4 separate regions of the Mus musculus genome follow, and regions 1, 2 and 4 are each linked to region 3. A link is a contact called in public HiChIP or PLAC-seq, Micro-C and promoter capture Hi-C data. All regions are on one chromosome and are shown on one strand. The core of a region is the stretch at or near the end of the contact, and the rest is flanking DNA. Distances in the headings are between cores, read along the strand shown.

Region 1 (6,319 bases), core at 1,308-3,807, 1.2 Mb before region 3:
TCACATCTAAAGACATTCTAGATCTATGTGATCTGGCTGGAATGCAGATATGCTCTGATTAAAGTATCATTTGCCTGAAATACAGACACCTTAGTGCACACCTTTAATCCCTAACAATGTAGGTAAAGTTAGTTCCTAGGAGGAAACAGCCATGTTTGAAAGTGATGCCTAATTGATGGGCAGACAAAGTGATGAATCAGAGAAAGATTTGACAGATGAGTCAGAGAAAGGATATGTCCAATGAACTCAAGACAGCACAGGAAAGGGAGGCAATGAGAGAGAGAGACAGAGACAGAGCACTTTTATACCAGGACAGTTTTTACAAAGACAGGTTTCAGAGAGAACAAGTTAGACACGGGTGAAGAGAGAATGAGAAGGAACCCGGAGATTAGAACAGATTGTCAAAGGTAGTATGAGGCCAAGCAATGCAATTCAGTTAGAAGCCAAGAGAAACTGGATTAAACCAGTCAGCTTGAAAGATTAGATGGTATGAAAGCCTAGGCCAAGGGATGGTTAGAACAGAGAAAGTAATGTGCTGGTCTCAGGCAAGCCATGTATTCGTGCGACTTGGGTATGGCTCTCATCCCATTCCTTCACCTGAGGAAATAAAACTGAGCAAGCAGCTTAGAAGAACTCATAGCCAAAAGTGTATAGAGCAACATTTTAAGTTGTGACTTCCCAATTTCCTTGCCTATGCCCAATACTGAAATGTAGCCTTTGTTAATATTTTCCAGTGGATATTTTCAGATAAGCCTCTGCAAATATATGTAGAGTTAAACTAAATTTGCCTGGAGACTGTCCCCAGTATTTTGAATTGCTACATCAGAACTGCAACCTAACTTAGTCAGCTTTAGCCAGCCAGCATGCTCCCAACTGACCAACTATGTTTGTATGTGGGAGAGATATTGTTCCCTTTGAGAAGGCACAATTAGATCCATAACCTGTAAAGTCTCTCCTAACCATTACTTCCGAGATTTATATTCTTGTGTATAGGACTCTTGTTTACATGTACCGTATGGGCACAGTGCTCATGGACTTCCAATACCCTGGAATTGGAGTTACAGAAGGTTGTGAGCTACCATGTGGGTGCTAGGAATCTAACCTGGGTCCTCTGGAAGAGAAACTAGCGTTCTTAACCACTGGGCCACACTTCCCTCCAGCCTTTGTTTATACAGATTGACTGCCTGGGTTTCTTGATGGTGCTCTCTGAACCTTTCTTTCAGAGCATTGCCAGGTTTTTCATTGTTTGATAAAATAAAACCCTACTAAGTTTAAGTTGTTGAAAGCTTTAATTGTGTAAATGGTAAACCAAGAACGTGGGTGAGGTTGATTCTAAAGGAAAAGCAGAGCATGGGCTTTGATTACTGTAGGCACTTTCCCTTTGTCTCGTGTGTGTGTGTGTGTGTGTGTGTGTGTGTGTGTGTGTGTGTGCTTGAGACAGGGTTTCTCTGTGTAACCTGGCTGTCCCGAAACTCACTCTGTAGACCAGGCTGTCCTTGAACTCAGAGATCCATCTGCTTCTGCCTCCCAGGTGCTGGCACTAGAGGTGTGTGCTATCACCTGCTGGCTTCATGTCTTTCTTCTTGATCAGTAATGTTATTCTCTTTCACTGAAGACAGGCTTTTTTTTTTTTTTTTTGATGCCTCGGTACATAAAAAATTAATATGACTTCTAATCACTCCCACTTGGTAGAGCCTCCGAATTCATAGAAAGCAGCAGACTATAATATAAACAGCAGTGAGCAATCATATGATAAGCCCACTTGTTGATGAGTGTGTGATAGATCTGGTCCCAGAGAAATGAATGGCCTTACCTCCATGGAGCAGAGACAGTGAGAAATTACATCAGTGGCCAATTTGTTGATGAATGATAAGAAGAAAACAAAAAAAAAAAAATGGTTCTGCATGGTTAGAGTCAAGGAATGACTCTAATAGGAAGATGGCACTCAAACTGAGAACTGAAGGAGGTAAACACTAGTCAGACATCCGAGGAAAGGGCAGGTAGACCAGGGAAGAACACCTGGTAATATAAATAAGAGCAAGAAGGACCAGGATTGGGGCACAGTGAGCAGACAAGAGAAGAGAGTAAAACCTTCCAGGGAACTCTGCAAAACTTACTTATCATGATTGCAAGCGGCCTTCGCCTTTTGTGACAGTATTTACAACAGTGAAACATAATTTTGCAATGCAACTTTCCATTTCCATACTGCATACATTCTAGAGGATTCTGCTCAGCTGGGTGTTAGTCTATGAGCATAGCTGAAGTTCAAAAATGAAGGCATCGATTCATAACTCCGAATTTCTAAGCACCTATAGTAGTAATCCATGCTGGTGACACTTGCTTAGAAAATATTCCAGACCCTAGTACCAATGACCCTAATTTCTCCTAGCTGGTGACTATGGGCTAGAGAGTGCGCGCCTGCGCAGTGCCACTGCCGGCTCCGCCCCTCTTTTGGGGTCTGGGAGAACCCGGAAGCCTCTGCGACTTCCTTTGAACGTGTCGGGGGCGGGGCATGTCGTAAAGCGTCGTGAAGCTGCTTCCCTCGGTTCTTCAGACGCCGCGCTTTACGGCGCTGGCTCTGCAGAGCTGAAGATGTCCGCTGCGAGCCGGGAGGAGCGTTCTGGTCCTCCCGGCAGCTTCGCGAAGCGGGTCCTGGTGACCGGGGGTGCTGGTTTCATGTAGGTAACGGTGCTGGTGGCTGAGAAGTTTCTCCCCACAAATCCTAACCTTGCCCTGCGGTTCTCCTTGTCTTTTGCACTTCGGGTCCACGACTTTGCAGATCCGTTATGGGGAGGGTCCCAATGCACAGCCCGGATGTCCATCCGGTTTCCCTCACTTTCTGGCCAGCCAAGACGAGGTTGCTTCGAAAATGCGACTTCTTTAACACCTTCCCCACAAAAAGGGGAACTCAGGAGTGCCTTGCTGCTGTCCCACCCCCTACCTGCCCGGGGGTGTTTACCACCTGTCACTTTTCTGAGAAGCACACATCAGTTTCATTCCCTTTTCTTCCCGCTCTCTGACAAAGCTCCGGCCAGCAGATGAAGGCCTTTCCAAAAGCTCGCCTCTACACGATGTGAGGATCGATCGTAATGGGACTCTTTGTCTTGTCTTCTCTTTTTTAGAAACTGTTTACAAATCCTTTGTTATTCCCAACCTGTTTGAGGCTCACACCCACCTACCGTGAAACTGTCCTTTCTATTTGTGTCAAAGCTTATTCTTAATTTGACTTCTGTTCCCTGCCTCCTTTTCCTTAGAACACTGCTACTATCCCTCTCCTGTTGATCTCGCGCGTTTTCTTTACACTTTGTAGAGTGTGTTCCTAAGTGAGATAGATGCAGCTGCATAGAGTTTTACAGTCATGGTTTCTGTGAGACTTGTAATGAAAGTCCAGGGTCTTTATCCGATCTAGAAGACTCGGGTGCTCGAGCCCTGCTTCCCAACCTAGTCTCTTGCTTTTCTGTACTCGCCCACAACCCTCTCAGGCTTCTCGGAGCACAGGAGGTTAGTGCTGCTTCCCGACTTGAGGCAGTTGCATAGGCTGTTAATTTACCCGCATATCACCTTCAGAGTGCTTATGGGAACACCTTAGGCCACCCATCCACTCAGCACTACCTGAAATTACATTGAGTACTTGTGTTTACTTGTTTATGGCCTTGCCCTTCTTCTAGAGTATAAACTGTGTGAGAGTAGACTGATGTTCATTAAGCTCCCACAGAAAGAAAGGTCAGGGCCATATCGTGAAGGTCTTCTGTAAGAGTTGAGTGGATGGATGCGTGAGCGATCCACAGGAAGTTCTGTCCTTGTAGTGTCTCCTGCATGGGGAGGGGTCAGAGAGTCTTGGTTACTGCCCAAGAACATGCAGTGGGCCTTTTAAATCCACAGACACTTTGCTGAGAGTAGGTAGCAGGAAGCTGAGATTCACTTAATTAACAGACGTGTACGTGGGGAAATGCATGTACTTGCATGGAAGGGCTTGTTCACAAAGAATGTCCTAGAAAATGAAGGAAAGTGAAGTTTTTCACCAAGAACAAACTTCACCTTTACAATTGGCCAGTGCTAGCCATTACTCCCCAGAGCCCAAAATATGTTTATATATATATATGTTTCTTTTACTGAGATAGCTCCATTTCAGGGTCCTCTGAGTTCCAGGAACCACTGTCAGTACCAAGCTCAAACTCAGCTATCATTAATCTAGGAAACCTGGGTTTAGTCCAGAGCCCTCCTGAGATTTTAGGCTTACACAAGCCAACTTATAGTATAGTACCAAGAGAGCAGTTGCAGAAGTCACTGTAAGCATAGGCAAATGACAGTGAGTATGCTGTCATTTGTTATCTGTATAAATCCACCCCAGGCCTTGGAAAGCAAACTGGACTTGTGCAGTTACCCCGACCAGATTTTACATTTCCTGTGCTCACACTCACGGCATGTGTGGGTTCCATCCTTTGATTAAACTTGCTTTTTCTTCATTCTCAGTGCCAGGCAGTTTTATGTGGCACAGGGAAGATACAAGAGTTTGTTTATAGGGTTAAAAGTGCCTGTGTGTGGTGCGTTACCTCTTACTATTTCCGCACCACGCCACGGCTTAGGGGATGTTAAGAATCGAGGGAGGTTAATGCTTGCCACTCACAAAGATCTCGTCTTCTTGTAGTGCGTCCCATGTGATTGTCTCCCTAGTAGAGGATTATCCCGACTATATGATCGTAAATCTAGACAAGGTAAGTATGCAGATGAGCTTCGTGTGCTAAAATCCGACCTCCATTTACCTCCAAGCCAGGGAGCTTTAGGCAGCAGTGCCAGGGAATGGAAGAGTAGCGCCTGGCAAGACATTCTCCTCCTGTGTTTTCTTTGTGGTCGTCCCAGCCTCTCAGGGTCTGCATTGTCATGTGTTCGTGCTGTGTTTAATCTTAGGTCAAAGCTTTTGAAACTTTTATTTTGCTAGCCTACAAACTCAATGTTTTTAAGTGCAGTATTTTTAGCCAAAGAAAAGCTTTACCTTTTAAAAATTCTATATATACTATAATTTTGTGATTACTATTTTGAGAGGGTATTGGCTTTGTAAAATTAACTTTGATTTTATAATTGCTACCTCCCAGAAACATCTGTATGCATATTTCTTTTTAGCAGTAGACTATAACGAAAACCAGTTGCTGCGACACTTGCTTATGATCTGAGCCCTGGGGAGGTCAAGGCAGGAGGGTCTGAACTTTAGGGTGACCCTTGAACTGTACAGCAAGTTCAGGGCCAGCATAGGAGCACATGAGATCCTGTCTACAAACAAACAAACAAACAAAACAGTGAAAATAATTTAGTCTTGACAGTCTTGAAGTCATGGTTAAAGTCTCCATAAAGAGTATGATTCTTTAGTTTGAACAAAAGATACAAATGGTTTTCTTATTTTTATAAAACACAGTGGTAAAAAATGTGCAGGCAAAGAATAGTCATTAACTCTCGGCATATTTTTCCCGTCTTAATGTTCTAAAGAGGTAAGCAGAGTTCTTTTCCATATCATTTATTTATTTGGGGGCAGGGTCATCCGTGAGCTATAGCTGGCATGTAGGGAGATCATAGGACCGTTTGTGGGTGATAGTTCTTTCCTTCCCTATGTGACTCCTGGGTTCAGGCTTGGTGGCAAGTACCTTTGTGCCCACTGAGTCATCCGGCCCACTCTCCAGGTATAGCCCAGGCTACCCCTTAACTTCTGATTCTTGCATATCTGCCTCTTTAGTAAATCCTTCTACTGTGTAAAACCACAACCAGCAGAGCCAGGTGGATCTCTGTGGGTTCAAGGCCGGCCTGGTCTACATAGGGAATTCCAGGGCAGCCAATGGCACATACTGAAACCCTGTCTCACAGTATATAAATAAAAATAAAAACTAATAAACTATGGGTGGGGGTGTGTGTTCTGCATGTGGGCTATGTGTTTATGCGTGTAGTTGCCCTCAAAGGCCAGAGGTCTTGCATCTGGAACACCAGAAGTGCAGTCACAGGTGGTTGTGAGCCACTGATGTAGGTGGTGGGGACCAAACTCAGGTCATCTCGAACAGCAGCTCGTGCTTGGTCCTCTGGAACGGCAAGCAGGTAGTGCTTGTAACCTCCGAGTCATCTCTCCAGTCTCAGCTAGCTCTTTTTCAAATACATTCACTATTTACCACGGTAGCCGAAGAAGATATGTCTAAAGCAGGAGTTTTATCTTCAAGTGCTTGTTCCTTTCCTGTTGAGAACTAAGCTTCTCTAGCTACAGCTGCTGAAGGGAGCTTAAGCAGCGGCTTTTCTTTCTTTCTTTTTTAATTAATCTATTTATTTACTTAACGCCCCAATA
Region 2 (6,420 bases), core at 1,440-3,939, 1.3 Mb before region 3:
GGGAGGAGAACGTTGAAAAGATGGGGGGGGGGAGGGGGAGGCGTCTAGGTTCACACTGGGACCTGGACCTCCCTATGCCTTTGAGAAGAAGAAAGTGGATCTGCCTGGTTTGATGCTGCCAGGTACTTTTCGACTCCTGCCAGCATCATTGCTGCCTCCTAGTGAAGCTTTCGGGACTGGGAAAGGAGAGCAATTATGAAGGAGGCTATGAGGCGGGGGAGGGCAGTATCAGGACACCCACAGACTTTCCATGCAAGTCTGCTCTGTTTCCCACTGGATACTTCTGTGGCTCGGGCACTACCGTGTCCCTAAAGAAAGCAGAGTCTCCTGGTGAAACTAACCAGGTGGTCTGCTCTCTGCGTGCTTCCTAAGAGTCGACAGGACCCATCGCACTGACAAGTCTCTATCATTTCCTTGTCTTTTACCTATTCCTCATATGGGCCATTCCCTTTCCTATAACCTACATATTCATCATTCAGAAGGGACTGCACCCTAGTTGTTTAAGCATGTGCCATTCTACCGATCTGAACATAACAGGGGAGCAAATGAAAACTGAATTTACATTTGCACACACACACACACACACACACACACACACACACACACACACACACACACACAAAGGTTTGGGGCTTTCCCTTATTAAAAGCTCTGCTGGGCTCATGCCAGAGGGGTCTGGAGGTTGATGGGTAACAGGGAAACTATTTTCTTTTATCTCACAATTATTGAGGATGCTCTTTTCTTCAGATGTGAAGGTCTCAGGACAAGAATACTGACCCCCCACCCCCCCAAAAATCCAGAAGTGATAAACCAAAGCATCGCCCATTTTGAACTGTGCTAAGTTTTGTTTCATGAACACAGGTCGCACACACAATTATTTTCTTTTTATGATGTCTCTGCTTTCTACTGAGTTTTCTAACTTGGCTCACTTGCTAAAAGGGCAATGTTACATAGTTTATACTGGGGTTATTCACAAAAGTTTTATGTATTTGATTTTTGACAACTTATAGCATACATAAGCATAGATTTCAGTCATATATACAAACATTTCTATGCAATCATAATTTATTGCATGTTTATAAGATAAATTTGAAGCGCATAAATTATTTAAATTACCAACATAAATTGATTTCTTCAGCCTTCAATCTTTTTATGTCAAGATAATTTTCATTACTAGACTCAACTTTATTCAGAATTAGTGAATAACAGTTTTCATATATTGTGTTCCCATATATATGTTCTTTGTGTGACAGTGGGTAATATTTTGTCTCAAAACTATTATGCAAGTTGGTAGGTTGAAAGCTCAGAGACAGTAATTTTGTAGTTTATCATCATGAAACAGTGTATTTAATATCCTAGTCTATGTAATTACACTTGCCAGAGTCTTAGCATCGCACCACCCAGAGTCTGAATGACAGTGTCTACAAAAGTGAGGTAAAGAATTATGATTCTAGAGGAATCAGTTCAATTGTTTTAGCAACAGGAGAGCAAAAACAATACAAAATAAGCATTTACAAACATGACAGCTAAGGAAAACAGAAACCCACTTAACATGCCACTGCTGACTGGCATGTCTGTTATCACAACAAACATTTCAAAAGCCATCGCCTTCTTCAATTTAAATGAGCAACAAAACAAGCCCAATTCTTAAATAAATAGGAGTGCAAACCAATTCATGTTAATGCCCTGATTACAAATCAATGGTTCAAAGGTCCCGTGTGTGTACAAACTGGACATAAATTGCAAAAAGACATTTTAAAAAAAGCTAACCGTGTATACGAATGTGTTACTTGCAAACAGCCAAAGGAAGACAAGTAATCTGCCTGAAACACAAAGTCCCTGAGGAGGGGGGTTCCCCAGGAATATTCGGGGGTGCTATTTGATTTTTGATTGTGTATAGCGTCAATTATAATAGCTCTAACTACCAAGCAAGAAAACTGGCTCAACAGCATAAAAACTGTCAGAGTAGAACATTTTTAAAATTTTTATTTAGAGAAATGATTTATGCTTTTGATTTGAAGCAGCTTTGCCCTATCGTTGAGAGACTGCAAACGTTAAAGAAACAACACAGAGATAGCTCTGACGACCAGAATTAAAAGAAGGCAAAACAAGACAGAAGACAACTGTTTAAAAAAGCTGTGTATTCAGAAGGGGATGCGGGCTCAACCTAGGCTCATTCCTTTTCCAAAGGCTTGCCAAAAATGTTCTGTCCATCCTGGGCTACTTTCCACTCCACTACCTCTGAGTGCAACCATGAGGCAAGAAACTGCCGGAGGCGTCTGTTGCGAGTCACACCTGGCCCTCCAAGGAAAATGAGTACTTTCTTGCCATTCGGAACAGTCTCAAACACTTTCAAAGACTCTTCCCCCACTCCCACCCCCAGGCTCAACCCTCTTCCTCGCCAGTTTCTGAAGCTCTTTTCCTCTGGTGTACCGCTTTCATCCTCCCGGAAGAGCAGCCAGCAGAGCACCAGCAGCGCTGGGCAGAACAGGGGAGCCGCCGGCGACACCAAGCTCCAAACAGTGCGCAGACTCCGCGGCGCGCGGCGGACACTCCACTCGCCTAAACCTGCACTCAAAGTGAAAAAAGAGTAGGAGGAGGAGTGTTGGGAGGGGGGACGGGAGGAGGCTCCGCTGGTCCCTCCTCCCTCCTGGACTCCCCGGCTCCTCCTCCGCACTCCCAGGATATACACACACACTCACACACGGCCGCGGCTGGACATGCACACCCAGCGCCCGCTGCCGGCGCCAACACTCGCAGGTGGCGACACTCACCTGAGCCGGGCTGCAGTCGCCTCGGAAGCGGCGGAGCGAAAGCCTGGGCCCGGAGCTGGGAAAGCAGGAGCAGCCCCAGAGCAGACCTGCGATCTGAGGTGATATAGCACGTTTTCTTTAATCCCCGTCCTCCTCCAGGACCTGGATCCCTGCATCCTTCCAGCCTGCGGCGCCCGGAGTAGCCGGGACCCAGGGGCTCGCGGGCGCGGCACCCACGCGGGCGCACGCTCGGAGGCGCGCTCACCGAGAGGGGCGCGGCTGAGCCCGGGCCGGAAACTTGGGAGAAGTTAGTTGCAAGTGTCTGGCTGCTGCGACCGGAGCTGGGAGAAGGCGCCCGGGCCTGGCCGGCCGCGCCGCACCGAGCAGCCCTCCGCTTCTGGAGTGCTCCGGGAGCCCGAGACCTTCAGTGCGCCCGGGGAAGCTGGGAGCCAGCGGAGCAAGCATGGCCCCGGGGACAGCCTGCAGCAGCGAGTCGGAGAACCCGGACAGTCTCCACTGAGGCCCGGCGACTCAGGCTAACTCAAAACCTCAGCCCGCCTCCTTCCTCTCCTCTCCTGTGCCAAAGCCCGGCAGCAAGATTCTCCAGGCAGGTGCCCGGGGACAGCGTCAGCCCTCAGCAGAACTACAGGATTGGGGGTTCCATCAGCGCGCCCTGACCCCGACACAGAAGACGGGCCGCTGCAGTGTTTGTGTTTCTGTCCGCCGCCCTGCTCTGCGCGCCCCGACCCTACCCCTCCTCTTCCTCTTCGCGGCCACCCCTCCCCCACTCCCATCTGCTTCTGTCAAATGAGAAAGTCACCGGGGAGAACCCAAACACTCCAGCCGCCGAGAGCCCCCTTTGGCACTTGGCAGCACGCGGCGGCGGGCTTCTCGGCTCAACTTGGTGGATCCTCCGCCGCTCAACTTTCGGGGCTGCTTGGCTTTTAAGGCGCTGAAGACAGAGGAGAGGGGAGAGCAGAACCAGGCAGCGGCCACCTGCAGGGAGTTGGCGAGCCAAAGCAACGGGACAGAGGACAAAAAAGCAGAGGGCAGAGTGACACCGCGGAGTGGGGACACCGAGGAGAAGTTTCAGGGTCCCGGAGAGGATTTTTTCTTAGAGCTCGACCAGACAGACCAAAGCGGTCCGGGACGCAGCGCCCCGACCCAGGGCTGGTCGTCTGGTCCTCTCTTCCCGCGCGGGAACGACGCGGGGACGCACGGCCGCCCGCTGAGCCGGTTCCCTCTGGCAGCCAACATTGATTTCCTCCGGGCGGAGGCCGAGGGCCCCGGTGGCGGCGGCGGCGGGCTGCAGCCGCGGCACGGCGACAGCATGTCCAAGCCTGTGGACCACGTCAAGCGGCCCATGAACGCCTTCATGGTGTGGTCGCGGGCTCAGCGGCGGAAGATGGCCCAGGAGAACCCTAAGATGCACAACTCGGAGATCAGCAAGCGCCTGGGCGCCGAGTGGAAGCTGCTCACCGAGTCGGAGAAGCGGCCGTTCATCGACGAGGCGAAGCGCCTGCGAGCCATGCACATGAAGGAGCATCCCGACTACAAGTACCGGCCGCGGCGCAAGCCCAAGACGCTGCTCAAAAAGGACAAGTTCGCCTTCCCCGTGCCCTACGGCCTGGGCAGCGTGGCGGACGCCGAGCACCCGGCGCTCAAGGCGGGAGCCGGGCTGCACGCGGGCGCGGGCGGCGGCCTGGTCCCCGAGTCTCTGCTCGCGAACCCCGAGAAGGCGGCCGCCGCAGCTGCCGCCGCCGCCGCGCGCGTCTTCTTCCCGCAGTCTGCGGCCGCTGCCGCCGCCGCCGCTGCCGCCGCCGCCGCTGGCAGCCCCTACTCACTGCTCGACCTGGGCTCCAAGATGGCAGAGATCTCGTCGTCGTCGTCCGGCCTGCCGTACGCGTCGTCGCTGGGGTACCCCACGGCGGGTGCGGGCGCCTTCCACGGGGCGGCCGCGGCGGCTGCTGCGGCCGCGGCGGCCGCCGGAGGGCACACGCACTCGCACCCCAGTCCCGGCAACCCCGGCTACATGATCCCGTGCAACTGCAGCGCGTGGCCCAGCCCGGGGCTGCAGCCGCCGCTCGCCTACATCCTGCTGCCAGGCATGGGCAAGCCTCAGCTGGACCCCTACCCCGCGGCCTACGCTGCCGCGCTATGACCCCGCGGGGACCTGTGCACACACGTGTACATATGTATAGGTTCGAGACTCGCGGCCTTCCGCTGCGCCCTCGGGCGACAGGGGGCCCGGTTTGTATGTACATAGATGTATAGGTGTCAGGCAGAGGCGGAGATGCCAGTCCGGGCTTGAAAGGCCGAGCCTTCGAGGGCGCGGGCGAGAGAGCGTGTGGATTTCGCAGCATCATTCCCCAGCCGCCGCACTTCTGCAGCCAACTTTAAAGGAGAGCGGTTGTTAGCGCCAGCAGTTGGTGTTTGCTTTGCACTTCGGAACCTGTTGCGTTTTGACCCACAGAGGGGGAGGGGCGGTGCTTTACGATACGTTGGGCTTTCCAGTTTTGTTGGTTGGATTTTGCTTTTTGCGTCTCATCCTTCCTCCCTCCCGGTCCCACTTGGTCCGTGTTGCATGAGCTCGGTTCTGATGTTCGGTCTGAAATAGCTGGCCAAGGGGAGAGCCGGTGACTCGTGTCTTTAGCTTTTTAGAGTAGGGTGGCTCTGGGCAGCCTTACTCTGATTGTACTGTTGAATTCTGTAGGCCTCTGCAGAACACAGCCCGGATCTCTTCTTGACCAGTGAATGACCAGCTCGAATCCGGCCTGTATATGAGAGATGACCGCCGTTCCTTTTGTTTCATCCCATGTGCAAATCAAAGCAAGACCTTTTTTGGTTTTTCTTCTACTTCTTTCCCAAGAACAAGAAATGCAAAGAAATACATGTGAGGTGGAAGTTGTCAGTTCGATATTCTACCCCTGAAATATCAGCTAGAAGTCTCTGAGTCCGCTGGCTTGGACTTGTGACACAGTTTACGAACGCGTGGAAAGTACACAAGCTGTTTCCCCTCAAGGCTGAGTTCACCTTAAGATTGTAAATGTGTGTATGTCAGTGAAAACGTTGAGTCTTGGGAAATGTGTTATTTTCGTTGCCCTAAATTTGAGTCGGTTTGAGACTCAATACATGTTGAGCAAATGTCAAAGTTAACTTTTAAGAATTGCGGAACTTTCAGAATCGCAATTTTATCTAATATTAAATCAGACTTTTTTGTCTGGGCCGTAATTATATATTTATTACTTAGCAAAACTGGGGAAAAAAAGGACAGAAAGAAAGCACAGAATTGTTTTTGAAAGATGCCTCTCACCAACTAGTACTCCTCCCAAGCTGAACTGTTTTGGCCTGTTTTTCAGAGCTCCCTTCCCATTTAGCTTATTTTCTAGACAGCCTGCAATTCACTTGCAAATTATAAAACACATTTTAGAAAAAAAAAAAACCTTCCTGAAATTATAGCTTTTTGTTCCCTTTTAAATGTATATATTTTGACTAATGTTTGTGAATGAAGTTGCTAACATGTATTCAGTTTCGTTTTGGCTTTATGTAAGATAAAGTTTTAAAAGTTTAAATATTGGTTTTAACTTTTATGTGTAAATGGTTTTCTTGTGCGATCTTCTAATTTAATATTAGATGCGTCTAAGCTATATCTGTAAATTAGAACCCT
Region 3 (6,286 bases), core at 949-3,448:
AGAGGGTGCGGAAGGGGGAAGGGGGCTCCTTCTACATAAAGCACCACGCTGTTTATGATACATAAGCGTGGTTTGTTTTCCTTTTAGTAATACCCAAATTGATAGAAATATAAGTAAAGACCCTCACCCCAGCGTTTCGAAGCCGATCGTCATAAAGCATTAATTCCACAACGTATTAAAAACTAAGATGTTTTACGATATTTGCAAGTGTTTTCCTTTAGTCCACCAGTTCTTTGGAAAAACAGTGTCTGGTGGAGATCTAGCGATCTGAGGTCACATAGGACGACTTCAGCTACCCGGTTTGAGCAGCCCGCGCCCTCACAGCATCCCTAGTCTCCCCTTGGCCTCTTTCAGCTCGGCTCCCTAGCAGCCAAAGGATTATCTGTCCCCGACACGTTTCATTCACAGAGCCCCAAAGAAGCTAGGAGTCGGTTGGCGCTAAGAGCTGGAAAACACACACCCAGGCTGCTCTGCAAGTTGCTGCTCCGGCAGAGGGTGGGGGCTCGAGAGCTCGGGAGGAAGGAATGCTTGTGACCAGGAGAGCCGGAGAACCTGAAGTGCAGACCCCGGAGACGAACGCCCCCATCGGGTCACTTGCTTAAGTTGGCTCCGCGTGCACCAGCCGGCCAGAGCGGGAGGCCATGCTCGGGACCCGGCGCCACGCCGGGTGGCCCGGTTGTCTCCTCAGCCCGAGTGACCAACCGCAGTCCGGGAAGCACTGGGGCACCCTAATGGGAAAGTCCGCCCCAAATCTGAAGCAGACAGAGTACTAAGACACCTCCTCCAACTGCCTCGGGACTCCAACGTGCAGATCCTAGAGACCCGAGCAATGGGTCCCCTTAGTGGCCCGTCCCCAGCCCAGGAGCCGGGCGCCCAGTCCCTGGAAAGGACCTGGAGAGCAGAGAGCTTGAGTAGGGGAATCTCCGCGTCTCTCCACCGCCCCCGCCGGCGCGAAGGCGGGAGTGGAGAAGGCGCCACTCAGACGGTGGCGCTGAGCAAACTGCGGCCGCAGTTCTCCCAAGTTTGCCCCAGCGAGGGGGATGCTATGGGCGCCCGGCTCCGCTTTCTGCCTCCGCTAGCCGTCCTCACTCCACCGTCCTTTGCTCCAGCGGCCGGGCCAGGCTCTAGGCCAGCCACGGAGGTAGCAGGGCGCGGGAGCAAATGCAGGGAGAGAGGGGCGAGGGACGAGGGTGCTCCCGCGTGTGCACACAATGAGGCGGCGGGCACGCACACCTTCCTCCCGCCCGAAAAACGGGATCAGCCTCCGCCGCCTGGATGCAGGGACGCGGGGTCCCTGGGAGGTACCCGCAGAAAGTGAGCACCAACTGAGCAACAGGGGGTAGGGAGAGGGCGCCCCGCCGCCTCTCGGGGCTGCAGCGGGCCCGGGGCCCACGCTTACCTGCGATCTCCTGGTAGGGGATGTCCGCCAGGCTGAATCCCTTGGCACCGTAAGCCTGACGGACCTCGCTGCAGCTCCGAGCCTTCACGTCCGCCGCGGCCGGGAGGGTCAGCAGCAGCCCGGAGAGAGGAAGAATCACAGCCCGGATCCAAGAAGGCATGGTGCAACATGCAAGTCCACCTCGGCAGCCCCCAGCTCCCTGTGCGCTCTTCACCTTGCCCCTCGAGCCGAAAGCCCGCCAGAGCCTGCGGCGCGCTCCTTAGCCGCTGCCCAGCGTCACCCCCTTCCGCCAGCCGAGGGGACGAGCCGCGCAGACCTCTGGACTGCACTCAGCAAACTTTTATAAGCCAGATGGAGGATGGCAAGCCAACCAGGGCTGCCTTGGGAAGGCTGCCGGCTCCGCTAGCCACTCCGGTAGAAAATCGTTGGAGAAAGAGGAGAAAAGAGGAAAAGGCAAAGAAATGTCTTTTTTTTTTTTTAAACACCACAGTAGGGGTGTTCAGCCCTGCGGTCCGAGTTCCGAGCCGCAGAGTCGTGGAGCGCTGCGAGCTCGCCTATCCAGTGTGCGCGACGAAGGTGGGACCGCGCGCCGGCTCCCCCCACCCCGAGGGAGATGGACAGGCCGGCGCGAGTGTGAGCGCGCGTGTTTGTGGGTGTGAACGCGGGGCTCTCGGGGAGGTGTGTGCGTGGAGGTATGTGATGGAGATGTACGGGATCGAGGGGAAACCTCAGCTTCACATAGACTGAGGGAGCCAGTGAGAGTCTTCTTGAAATGGGAAGAGAGAAAATCCTGGAGACTGACACAGGAGGCAAGAGGGAAGGAGAAAGGAGGGGAGGGAGAGAGGGAGAAACGTGCTACCCAGTGCACAGCCGAAATTCAGAGGCAGAGTCGGCCGCAAAACCTGGAATGGATCGCGAGCCACTAGGCAGGAGGGGAAAGATTACCAGCAAAAGGTCCCTATTTTCTCAATCACTTTATGGCCTCCACACACTTCCGAGATGTTCCCTTTCCTGATATAAACAAACCACCAAAAAAGACAAAGTGTTTGAGGAGAGTAAATGTTATCACGCTATATTTTTCTGGAGATAAAGAATATTGCATTTCCAATTGTTGCTCTTGCCCCAGTGTACCTAACACAAAGCCAGGGAAGAAATGAGCAGAAAAGAAACCTAGGAACGGGGCCAAAGCCACCTCTCTAGGTGGTAGCTGCTTTCGGCTCATCTTAATGTTTTGTTTTGTTTTGTTTTTTCCTAAGAACAGATAGAGGGCCATAGGTCTTTACTCCTCTCCTGTCGGCTCTCTCTCTCTCTCTCTCTCTCTCTCTCTCACACACACACACACACACACACATACACACAAAGAGGGAAGGAGAGAGAGAGAGAGAGAGAGAGAGAGAGAGAGAGAGAGAGAGAGAGAGAGGTTCCACCTACAAAACACTGGATTCTTAAATCACTAGGCTTAGGGCATGTGAAGATAAAACAATGGCTGCTGGCCATGCAAGAAACAGGACCCCAGGAGGGACAAGGTGTTGTAATCTTCTCTCATCAGATTCTCTCAAACACTATAACCTTAACATTTTCTCCCAAGTTCTCAGAAGTCTGTGAAATGGGATGCAAGTGAAAATTCGGGTTTAACCAACTTCCTGAGCCTTTCTTCACGCTAATGAGCACAGAGATCAAATATACTTAAGTCTGCCCTGAAACCCACAGCTCCTGAAACTAACCAATCAGAAAAAGAAGAAAAGAAATGCTATCCAGTAGTGAGGCCTTGTGGACACTGGTCTCCCAGTTCCTGAGAAGTCAGTACAGGGTCAGGCCTAGTTCTGTAGTACTGAAGTATAAATCTGCAGGATGCTGGTTTCCTGATGACTGGTGACCAGAGCGACTCCTGGAGCCTAAATCCTTGCATTTGCCTCTATCCTAGGCACCTTCGTTACTGTCGGAATTGTTCAGCACATCTTCTTTTCCAAGAACTCCTCTTTAGCCCGTCATCCTCCTTATAGAGTGATAGAGTGCTTGCTTGTCGCATCTTCAAAAGTTCATACAAAATGCTAGCGCTCAGGGAACAGAAAGAAGTCTAGTCTAGTTGAGGAGCTTTAAGCCATTTGCAGTCAGTCTCCAAGGAGGTAGTCAGGGGGCTGAAGGGATAGATGGCTCAGCAGTTAAGATCACATGTTGTTCTTGAGAGGACAAGAGTTTGATTCTCAGCTCCCCAACAATATGGCTCACAAACAAACTCCTGTAATTCCAGTTCCAGAGATATCTGACCCCTCTGGCCTCTGGAAACACATACACACACACACACACACACACACACACACACACACACACACACACGCACACACACACACTTTCAAGAAGGTAGATAGCAATTCTGAGCACACACCAAAGGTTGTGTACACTGGCAAACACATATGCATCAAAAAGGCCATTGAGTGAGGTGGGTCATGATGATTACCTGAAGTTTGGCTAATCCTCTTATATTTGACGAGCACTCCATACTCCTATAAGTCAGTAGCTGTTGCCACTGTAGACTTGTAAGAAGGCTAACACACAGAATATTACCAGATTCAGCAAGCATAAAGAGATGAGCTTAATTCTACTGGAAGGGTCAACAAGTTTGGGGCTGTTTTGTGAACTTTAGTCAGAGCAAGGACTTAGGTCATTTGCCTAGCCCACATATTGTGTAATACGGCATTGTTCGAAGTGGTGTTAAAGGAATGAGGCCAGGATTCTACCTGAGGCCACAGCTTGATGAGGCATGGCAATGGGAAGGGGATGTGATAGAAATCCGTTGAGAATAAGAGAGTATCTATGACTTAGGTAAACCTGTTGACCAAGGTCTTGAATGACAGCTGCCACGTCTATACCAGGCAGAGTAAGGAAAAGGAAGATGGAAGAATATTATTCAGAGGAAGCAAACAGAGAAAGGAGATTTAGTAGGCGGCTAGAAGGTACACTGGAATCATTGTGCCAGTTTTAGGTATTTGAGGCTTAAGCTAGAGAGATGGGAAATGGGAAGAATGTGTGTGAAGATAAGCTTTGAAGACTGGATTTGTATGATATAATGTTTGGTTCAATAGACAAAAAAAAAAAAAAAAAAAAAAAAAGATTATTGAAATGCCGGCATCGGGTCTTGTTGGAAACGCAGATTATGGCCACTAAGACTCCTGTTTCCGATCCATTTTCTAAGCCCAGATGTTTTTTAGAATCCTTGGGGTCAAAATATAAACAGAACTTTAGAGACTTTGAGTCTTAGTGAGACAACTTGGTCTTCAGCAACCAGGGGTGGCAGGCCAATCAGGCATCCTCCGTCAATCACCCTGAGAAATGTGTTTGCGAAACATGTCCAGCCCAAGGAAAGAATCTCTTTTGACCTAAGTCACTGCAGGCCATCCTTCTTCTGTCCAATTAAATACTGTAGAGCGGGGGTGGAGGAACCATTTCTGACTAAAGTGATTTAAGATGAGATTTCTGAGAAATATTTTCCTGATTGAAAAGCAAGATAAATATAGGAAGATGGCTCACTATTTGAGAGAGCTTACTGAATTTTCAGAGATCCAAGCTTAGTTTCAGCACTCATATCAGATGAACCAGTGAATCACAACCACCTGGAACTCTAGCTCCATGGAATCCAGGCCCCCCCCCCCCCTTTAAGCATGTACACACACACACACACACACACACACACAAAACATGCTGGATAGTTTTATGTTAACTTGACACAGGCTAATCATCTGAGTGGAATGAACTTCAAATGAGAAAATGCTTCCATAAGATGGGGCTGTAGGCAAGCCTGTAGGGCCTTTTCATTGTTACTGGTTGATAGGAGAGGGTCCAGACCATTGTGGATGGTGCCATAGCCAGGCTCTTGGTCCTGGGTTCATTAAGAAAGACTGTTGAGCAAGTCTTAGGAAGCAAGCCAGGGAACAAAACCGTTCCTTGTCCACGGCATCATCTTCGGCCTCCAGGTTCCTGTCCTGTTTCAGTTCCTGTCCCATATGCTTTCAGGAATGAAAAAACTTCCTCCCCAAGTTGCTTTTAGTCACAGCGTTACAGTGTTTCATCACGGTAATAGTAACACTAATGTGTGTGTGTATATGTGTGTGTGTGTGTGTGTGTGTGTGTGTGTGTGTGTGTGTGTGTGTCTTTTCCCTCACCTCTTGCCTCCTTAGAGTTAGGTGGTTGAAATGTGAACGGGAAGCACAGCCTTGCTCACAGAGGTAACAGAGAAGAAGGGCGGAGATGCTCAAAGCTCCTGCTTTTCAATCTGAGTCACCAATCCGACGCTGGACCTCTTATTACATAATCAATAAGTACCCTGCAGTTTAGGAATACTAGTGTTTGGTTTTTCTGCCGTTTTCCAACGAAAACAATATAAGCACGGGCACCAATCTAAAGCTTGAACAAGAGAAATTGAAGGCAAGAGACAAATCTAAGAGAACAAATTAGAGGTAGCCTTGTTGAATCCAAGTCGGGAGATTTTCCAGCATGGCAACAATTGCAGTGAGCATCAAAGACAGAGAAGATGATACCGTGAGGATGATAAAGAGGCTTACTGGAAACCCCAGAGAAGCATTCGTGTCATCCTTAGGAGTGTGCCAGACCACATCAGGTACAAAGGTTAAAGGCTTTGACTGGACAGAGGTTTCTGGCAGGGTTTCTGCCAGTTTTCAGGTGTGTTTTCCACAAGAGTCTTGTAGACTTTAGGGAAGACTGCCACCAGCAATCCAATGAACTGAAGTCCCGTCTCAGGCTCTACATTTTTTAGTTTACATTTTTGTCTTGTCTTTTCTGACCAATCCATGCAGGAAATTCAGCTTTTTAATAAGAAAGATTACATTGTTTTGAAATGAATGCCACACTTTTATTGAATCCATTTGACAT
Region 4 (7,334 bases), core at 1,734-4,233, 1.1 Mb before region 3:
GAAGGAGGGAGGGAGGGAGGGAAGGAAGGAAGGAAGGAAGGAAGGAAGGAAGGAAGGAAGGAAGGAAGGAAGGGAGGAAGGAAGGAAGGGAGGAAGGAAGGAAGAAAATGCCCATAGTTGGTTTGATGTTGCTAAGATTGGCAAATAGAAAAAAATGGGGCTCAAATTATCTCTCCCTACAGCAGCAAATGGAATCAAAACACAAGTGTGGGAGAGCACCAGTAGCAGGAAGCTTTGTTCACTGATGTACCGGGCAAAATTGCCTTGATGCAGAAAGGCCAGTCCCCAGGGCCAGGCCCTAAGTGCAGTCCATTTGAGCATGAAAACAGGTTCAGGCTTGGTTGCAAGCATTTGTGGGTCAGCAATTGATAGTGTGCTTGATGATGCCAGAGTTGGCTTTGGATTCCTGATTCTAATTCCAAATGTTTTCAATGCAACAAACAGGCAGGGTGTATGTGTGTGTGAACTCAGGAGTCAGTTTTGACTCATGTTACCCAATGTGTTTCAACTGGGAAAATATCTGGAAAAACTGTGAGACGACATCTGTCAGTATAACTTGATCTTGCAAAGGAGCTTGATTAAGCCTTGAGATGAGCTTATAATTTATCATTTAAGCTAAACATAGCATGGACAGTAAAGGACACCTGTCAGTCCTTATACAGGGACAGAAGCAGGGACCTGTCTGGGAAGGCCCAGGACACACTGGCTTTAGACTTTGTGAGTAGATAGAAACACTCACCCAATGTATCCGTGCTTCTTTGTGAGTATGTTTTATTCATTTATTTCTCTGAGGTTGTCTTTCTTTGGAGAGATAATGCCCAGGATGGAGGGTAGACTTCAACTCATCTTTTCCTTTTACCTCTTCCTGTGGCATCCGGGGTTGAACCTTCCCAGCTTGTAAGACACAGCAAGACAGTGCTTGTCCCCGGGGAAGTAAACTTTCAGGTGTGGGAAAGTGGCTGCCATTGGTTTTTTGGAAAAAGCCTTTTTTTTGTTTACCCATCTCTCCTGACTCAAGCTTTCTGCTCAAATACAGATAGCCTGGTCTATATATTTCCTTTAAACAAACAAACAAAAAAGAGCTTCACGCTTAAAAACAAACACATGTACAAGTGCCAAGCTTCTCTTTGGCTCTATTAACATAGTTTCCAAATGCTAATTTATATGCCATGGTTCAAGCAAACAAATAAAAAGCATTCAGGTTATTCCTCCATTACTAACAAGCTTTTAATAATGTCTTTGCAAAGAATCCTTTGCTTACCCATAATATGAGACACCTCATTTTTTTTTTTTACACACGGGAGCAGCGTACTGGGGAATTCATAACTGGAGATGAGTCAGAAAACTCTCATGTCTTTCTGCAGCCTCAGCTTCAGAACCGGCGACTGGGACCTTGTTGCTGAATGGCTGGGTCAGTTCCTCCTCAGGGAGAGGTTCATAGGAACCAGAGAGGCTTCTACTCCAGTCCTTGGGGTTTGAGTGCCCCAGGGAGAGGGAGAGAAATAGAAATGAAGGCAGACAACCAAAGCCTGGTGAGAAGGTCAAGGTTCCATTGCACAGGTTCTTCGCTCCGTACAGCCAAGACAGGAACCCCTGCCTACGTCAGAGACACGTGTCGATGACCATGACAAGAAAATTAATTCAAAATTCCCTTTGGCATGAACGGCTTTTTACTACTATGGGGCATGCTGTGAAGAAAGAGACCAGTCTGGTTTTGTAGATAGGAATGTCTATAACTTGACAGTCACCTTTCTGAATGTCTAAAGAGAGAACTTCAAGATAGACACGGCCACCAGCTTTAGGACTTGGACGCACAAGGTTTCGGTGTCATGGTACTCTACAGGAGGCTTGTACAGTGGTCAGCAGAGGTGCTGTGCCGGTTTTCTGGGGGACTAGACCGCTCAATTGCTTACATTTATATGTGGAGTCAGGTTGATCTTTAGATCAGTTAAATAAAGCACAGGTAAGCCTGAGAAGGAGGCAGAGGTCTTGGGATGGACGAGACTCTTTTAAGTAATTCGCTTTTTCTGAATGTGGTGTCTAGGCCAAATTGACAGGCAAGGCGGGCTTCACGTAGAACTTGTCCAAGCATCGCGCTTTGATTCAGAGTGCTTACAAGTTCAAAGGCAAGCCAGCACTCTGAGTCAGCAGTTTATTTATTTAGGATTTTAATTAAGGAGAAAAATTAAGACAGAAGGCCGTTGAAAGACACTGCATTTCAGAATCAAAGGTCTCCAGTGTGTAAGTAAAATCTGTGCTTTCTGTTTATTTGCTGCACACTTGCTGCTGATCCTGAGTGCTCATGGGAAGTTCCACAGAGATTGTCAGAAACTAAAATTATTCTTGTGTACATCTCTTTTTCTGCCCAGTTTTAATAAACCTGGTCTCCTATCAGGATATCCGTTGTCTGACTGGACACATATATCTCATTTTATTTAGTACAAGAATGAGCATATTATTCTTATATGCTAGAGAGCCCCTAATAGTGAAGTTCCTCAAGATCTCTGCACATTTTTCTGGTGCTTGCTTTGCCATGTTAGTGAGTGCTGCTCTCTGCTCTCAGGGCTGATGTGTAGGGCTAGGATCTGTCTGGGCCCTGGCTTATCAGGCGCTAAGGCTTGGCTATGAAGCTTAACTGGGTTGTTCCTGGATAGTCTTTTGGGGACTGGTGTGTAGCTAATCTCTTGTCAGAGTCATCTACACCCCTAGATCTGCTCACAGCTGTTCCTTTGCTCCCTTGAGTAGGAGCTCACACAGCACCGGGGCAGGCTCATTAGGACCACTCATCCAAGAAGAGTTCTCTCCCAAGTTCCATTTCCCATTTAAGTCTTGTCATGTCATCTCACACTGTAGCGTCTAATTTTATAAACACGCCTTGCTCCAGCAACAGTCTCTGCCATGCCATCTCCTCACTTGGCCCCGCCAGTTGGTGCTGGCGCTTTCCCCGGAAGGCTGTCGGTTCCTCTGGTTGCCAACAACCACCCTTCCTGAAAACGCGGAGAGCTGCTGTTCGCATGCAACCAGCTGTCCCTTTTAGCCCCAAGGAGGGAGAACACTAGAGTCTTCCAATATTTTAAATCTGGCCAGATAACTCAATGACTGGGCCAAGAAGTTCCTATCCTAATCTAACAGTAGTCTTTTCCGTTCTTGGTCTCCGCCGGTGCCGGAGGCTACATACTACAGGTGCCCCGAGAGACCTACATGTCTGCGGCTTCCCATCTGCTCCACAGCCTGGTCTGAATTTCCCAATCCTCCTGAGTCCCCTTCTCTTCCTCCTAGGACCCTGAAATCCCACCTTTTCCTCTTCGCCCAGCAATTGGCTTCTTCTGTTTTTATTGACACAATCAAGAAACAATTAGATTTCAGTATCAGCTCCCCCCCCCCATCACACTTTTTGAAACCTTCAAGTTCATGCTAGCTACATCTGCCTGACTCCAGGTAACACGTAAGATGCCTAGGAGCCAAACCTACGCTGTCTCTGCTCTTGTCCCTGTAACTGTAGCCAGCACATGATAACGGACTGTCACATATTTCTGGAAAGAAAGGCCATTTAAGGTCCAAGTCAATTAAAAGTTTCTTAAAATAACCTCCAGAACATCCTGCGGGTGCTCTGAAGAGACAAGTTTGCTTAAGGTGGTTGTTGTTCTGCGTCCTCGAACCCAGTATATAAGCTTTCTTTATTTCTCTTTACTCCAGAGTGTTCTTGGGAAAACTTCTCCTTTCTCTCTGCCTAGGGCTTCAGGATGCACAAGAGCCCAGGCTCCCTTGGCAGGCTAGGAAGGAAGCTTCTAATTTCTCCTGGCTTTGCCATGTGTCTAATATGTGACCCAACATGTATTCCAAGTACTTGGAAGCAGTCCTTTGACAGGCAATCTTAATTTTTTCCCTGACCTTGTTTGTGTAGCAGTGACATGAATTCTAAGATACTCCATGGGTTTTCCAAGAAGAAACAGAAGTAGAGGGATTGAGTGCTTTTCTTCCTTACCTCTTAAGAAATTCAATGTCCTATAATAGTCAGAAGCTGGAAAGAACCCTGATGTCCCTCAACAGAGGAATGGATGCAGAAAATGTGGTACATTTACACCATGGAGTACTACTCAGTTATTAAAAGTGATGACTTCATGAAATTCTTAGGCAAATGGATCGAATTAGAAAATATCATCATGAGTGAGGTAACCCAGGCACAAAATAGCACACATGGTATGCACTCACGGATAAGTGGATATTAGCCCAAAAGCTCGGAATACCCAAGATACAATTCACAGACCACATGAAGCTCAAGAAGAAGGAAGACCAAAGTGTGGGTGCTTGGGTCTTTCTTAGAAAGGAGAACAAAATACTCATGGAAGCAAATATGGAGATAAAGAGTTGAGCAGAGACTGAAGGAAAGGCGGTGCAGAGACTGTCTCACCTGGGTATTCATCCCATATACAGTCACCAAACCCAGACACTATTGTGGATGCTAACAAATGCTTGCTAGAAGGAGCTTGATATAGCTGTCTCCTGAGAGGCTCTGCCAGAGCCTGACAAATACAGAGGCAGATGCTCACAGCCAACAATTGAACTGATCACAGGTCTCCAATGAAGGACTTAGAGAAAGGACTGAAGAAGCTAAAGGGGTTTGCAACCACATAGGAAGAACAACAATATCAACCAACCAGACCACTCAGAGCTCCCAGGGACTAAGCCATCAACAAAGGAGCACACATAGCTCTAGCTGCATATGTAGCAGAGGATGGCCTTGTCATGCATCAATGGGAGGAGACGTCCTTGGTCCTATGAAGGCTGGATAGATGCCCCAGCATAAGGGAATCGAGTGTGGGGAGTTGGGAGTGAGTGGGTGGGTGGGGGAACACCCTCACAGAAGCAGGGGGAGGGAGGACGGAATAGGGAGTTTACTGGAGCGGGGGAAATTGGGTAAGGGAATAACACTTGAAATGCAAATAAATTAAAGTAAATAAAGGAAAAAAAGAAACTCAATGTCCTACACTCAGAGGGGTTCATAACTTCCAGGTTGTGAGTACCTTGTTGACTACATGTTTAGTACTCATGCCTCTAAAATGATGTCATCAAAAATGCTTAACAAACACAAAGATTAGGTTATGGCAATCATTAAGAAAACACAGAGAAGCGCAACAGTAGATTTTTAAAAACTATTTTAATACAAGATTAATAGCAATTTTCTATCCAAATCAGAAATGAAAAAAAAATCTTAACCCAAATAATAGTCATTTGACAGTCACATAAAGTTTCAGGTTTGCTTGGTGCACACATTTATCCTGCACATGAGTTCTGTATATGCACACAGAGACCGCACTGTGGTACCCTCGTTAAGGTGTTGCTCATGAAGTCCCTAATTACAAGGCAATGCCAAAGATTGCAGCAGCCACTCCACTCTCAGTGAAGTCCCAAGCATTCCCATGCTAAGCTGAGTCTGGGCTATAGCAAACTATGACATAGCAAGTCTCCAGAATGCGTACAAATCAATACTCTATTTGTATATGTTGGCCTAAAACTAAGCACTGGCCAATATCACTACCAAGGAGGAACACACTGCAGATTTATAAGTTATGGACTCCTTTGCTCTTCTGGCAGCAAGGCTACATATTCTTTTAATTTAAATATCTGCTAGTGACTATAAGTCAAAGAAAATGAGGTTGAGTATCTGAAAGCTTTTGGAGAAGTCAAAAGCTGCATTTGCCAACATTTGAAACCGAAAGTCAAACCACCTGGTACTCAGCCTTGCAGAGAGGTGAGAAAAGATTTGCAAGCCAGAATCTTGCTAAGTTTTATTCCTCCTTGAAGACTTAAGTTGGTGCTTAGTCTGGAGCCAAAATATGTATATAATGGCAAGAAGAATTAAAGAAGGCTAATGTCTATAGCAGGGAATGTAAATTAAGTTTCATGGTTTTACATCCAATAATATCTTCAATGTGTTTGATTTAAAGAATGCTCCATTTGAAACTACTGTTGTGCCTCAGTGGATAGAGTTTCTCGGTGTAGATAAAGTAGTTTCTCTCCTTTATGTTTGAAGCAGATGAGTCACGTCACCTTCCTCCTTGGGTAAATCCCAGTAAGGAAGTCAGAATTCTAGTGCTATAGTCGGGGATGGCTGTAATCAAAGTGCCAACTTGGCCTTCACTGCAGTGACAGACAGAAAGCTGTCTTGTGGCTGCCAATACAGGACTACAGCGTTCGTGTTCATAAATTTACAGTTCATTCTTCTCTGCTGAAGACATTAGCCTCCGTTTAGCTTTTGTTGTAACATATACAAAGTATAATAAACATCAATTGCAGACGGGTATTTCTGTTAGAAAAATACATATTAAACCTAAGGAACATGTAAATAGAGGCACTTGGATAAGCTAAGTGTTTGTAGTCATGAGCATCACCCACCGGTTTCTAGTGTCCAATTTTGGGGTTCCGTTCCTCTCTACTCGTAACACAAGTCGTGATGTGATTACAGATTTTAGGGGACAACATCGTCACAAATGAGGGTAGGCTGTGGGTGACAAGGGAACATTGAGACATCTCCTATCACTGTGCTGGAATGGGAAACTCAAGCTGGGAGGAGGATCCCAAAGTACCGAAAAGGGGAAACTGAACGAAAAGGCTTAGGGGACAGGAAAAAAAAATTAAACCTTTAACATTAAATCAGTCTACAAAACCATACAACGGGCAGTGACAATGACTAGGAAGGGCACGTTAAAAACATTTTGTCCATGTCTGTGTAAGATGACCAACGATGTGGCTTTGTCAGCTGACCCTCATCTCAGCTCTGCCTGGCTCATGGGCATCACTGTATCTTATCAGTAGTCGTACCCTTGAGAATACAGGTGCTGAGTCAAAGGAAACAGGCATTTCTATATTATTTGTGTGATGAGTGTGCACAGGACATGGGCTCACATTCATTCATGTAATGTGTTGTCATGTAAACCATCTGGGGGCAGAAGCATAGTAAGGAATGTGATATCTTGATTTGTTTTATAGAAGATAATGCAGAAATATTTTAAAAGGAAGTTGGAGCTTAAAGCCGTAAAAATAAGTCCTTATTCTCAAAAATCCTGGAGAATCCACATTGGTTTAATTCCTATTGCACCATGATTATTGGAAAAAAACATACTGATTTCTGAACATACAGTGAGCCACCTAACATAAGTGGCTGGTCCTTCATAGAGAAGTGTTATGTGTAACGGGGGATTAGAAGCCAAAGTGGGGTTCTGAGCTGGGTGGTTTCCCAAAAGGATACCGTTCTGAGTTGGATAAAGTGTTAATGTCACACAAATGTAAATGAAAAAACGCCACAGAGTCTCTCAGAATCCTACATTGCTTAT

What was found. Promoter capture Hi-C pulls out the DNA fragments that hold promoters and counts their contacts. A called contact is a pair of places that touch in the nucleus more often than the background predicts. HiChIP or PLAC-seq counts read pairs in DNA pulled down with a chosen protein or histone mark.
Region 1: an H3K27ac HiChIP or PLAC-seq map of embryonic stem cells shows a contact between it and region 3, with 7 times the contacts expected there. The contact joins the promoter of Tgds here to the promoter of Gpc6 in region 3. A contact is called at or near these places in 11 of 39 promoter capture datasets (the 3T3-L1 cell line, the SN4741 cell line, cranial neural crest and 7 more), 5 of 484 Hi-C or Micro-C datasets (adipose-derived mesenchymal stem cells, beige adipocytes, embryonic stem cells and 2 more) and 7 of 115 datasets of contacts at active chromatin or transcription factors (the NIH/3T3 cell line, astrocytes, embryonic basal ganglia and 3 more).
Region 2: a contact with region 3 is called in a Micro-C map of embryonic stem cells, with 11 times the contacts expected there. The contact joins the promoter of Sox21 here to the promoter of Gpc6 in region 3. A contact is called at or near these places in 4 of 39 promoter capture datasets (cranial neural crest, embryonic stem cells, liver and 1 more), 9 of 484 Hi-C or Micro-C datasets (embryonic stem cells and palatal mesenchyme), 3 of 115 datasets of contacts at active chromatin or transcription factors (astrocytes and embryonic stem cells) and 1 of 9 other capture datasets (embryonic stem cells).
Region 4: a contact with region 3 is called in a promoter capture Hi-C map of hippocampal neurons, with 2.8 times the contacts expected there. The contact joins the enhancer-like site here to the promoter of Gpc6 in region 3. A contact is called at or near these places in 3 of 39 promoter capture datasets (the C10 cell line, hippocampal neurons and liver), 1 of 484 Hi-C or Micro-C datasets (nephron progenitors) and 3 of 115 datasets of contacts at active chromatin or transcription factors (craniofacial prominence, embryonic limb bud and stem cell-derived neural progenitor cells).

What each region holds. Positions count from the first base shown.
Region 1 is chr14:118,129,003-118,135,321 of GRCm38.p6, reverse strand. Tgds (TDP-glucose 4,6-dehydratase) reads left to right here and starts at 2,557. Exons shown (of 12, transcript NM_029578.3): 1 at 2,557-2,678; 2 at 4,649-4,715. The coding sequence starts at 2,593.
Region 2 is chr14:118,233,299-118,239,718 of GRCm38.p6, reverse strand. It overlaps Sox21 (SRY (sex determining region Y)-box 21), which reads left to right and starts at 2,689. Exons shown (of 1, transcript NM_177753.3): 1 at 2,689-6,420. The coding sequence starts at 4,084. The coding sequence ends at 4,914. Gm4675 (predicted gene 4675) reads right to left here and starts at 3,487. Exons shown (of 3, transcript NR_131969.1): 1 at 2,775-3,487.
Region 3 is chr14:116,921,209-116,927,494 of GRCm38.p6, reverse strand. It overlaps Gpc6 (glypican 6), which reads right to left and starts at 2,198. Exons shown (of 9, transcript NM_011821.3): 1 at 1,400-2,198. The coding sequence starts at 1,559.
Region 4 is chr14:117,977,335-117,984,668 of GRCm38.p6, reverse strand. It overlaps Gpc6 (glypican 6), which reads right to left. Exons shown (of 9, transcript NM_011821.3): 9 at 5,140-7,334. Among named protein-coding and RNA genes, the nearest start is that of Mir6239, 27 kb to the right of the region's middle. Within about 2 kb of position 2,983, at least 11 of the 459 cell types and tissues checked have an H3K27ac peak or open chromatin away from gene starts, as enhancers often do. A contact at or near this core is called in hippocampal neurons, where this site is marked.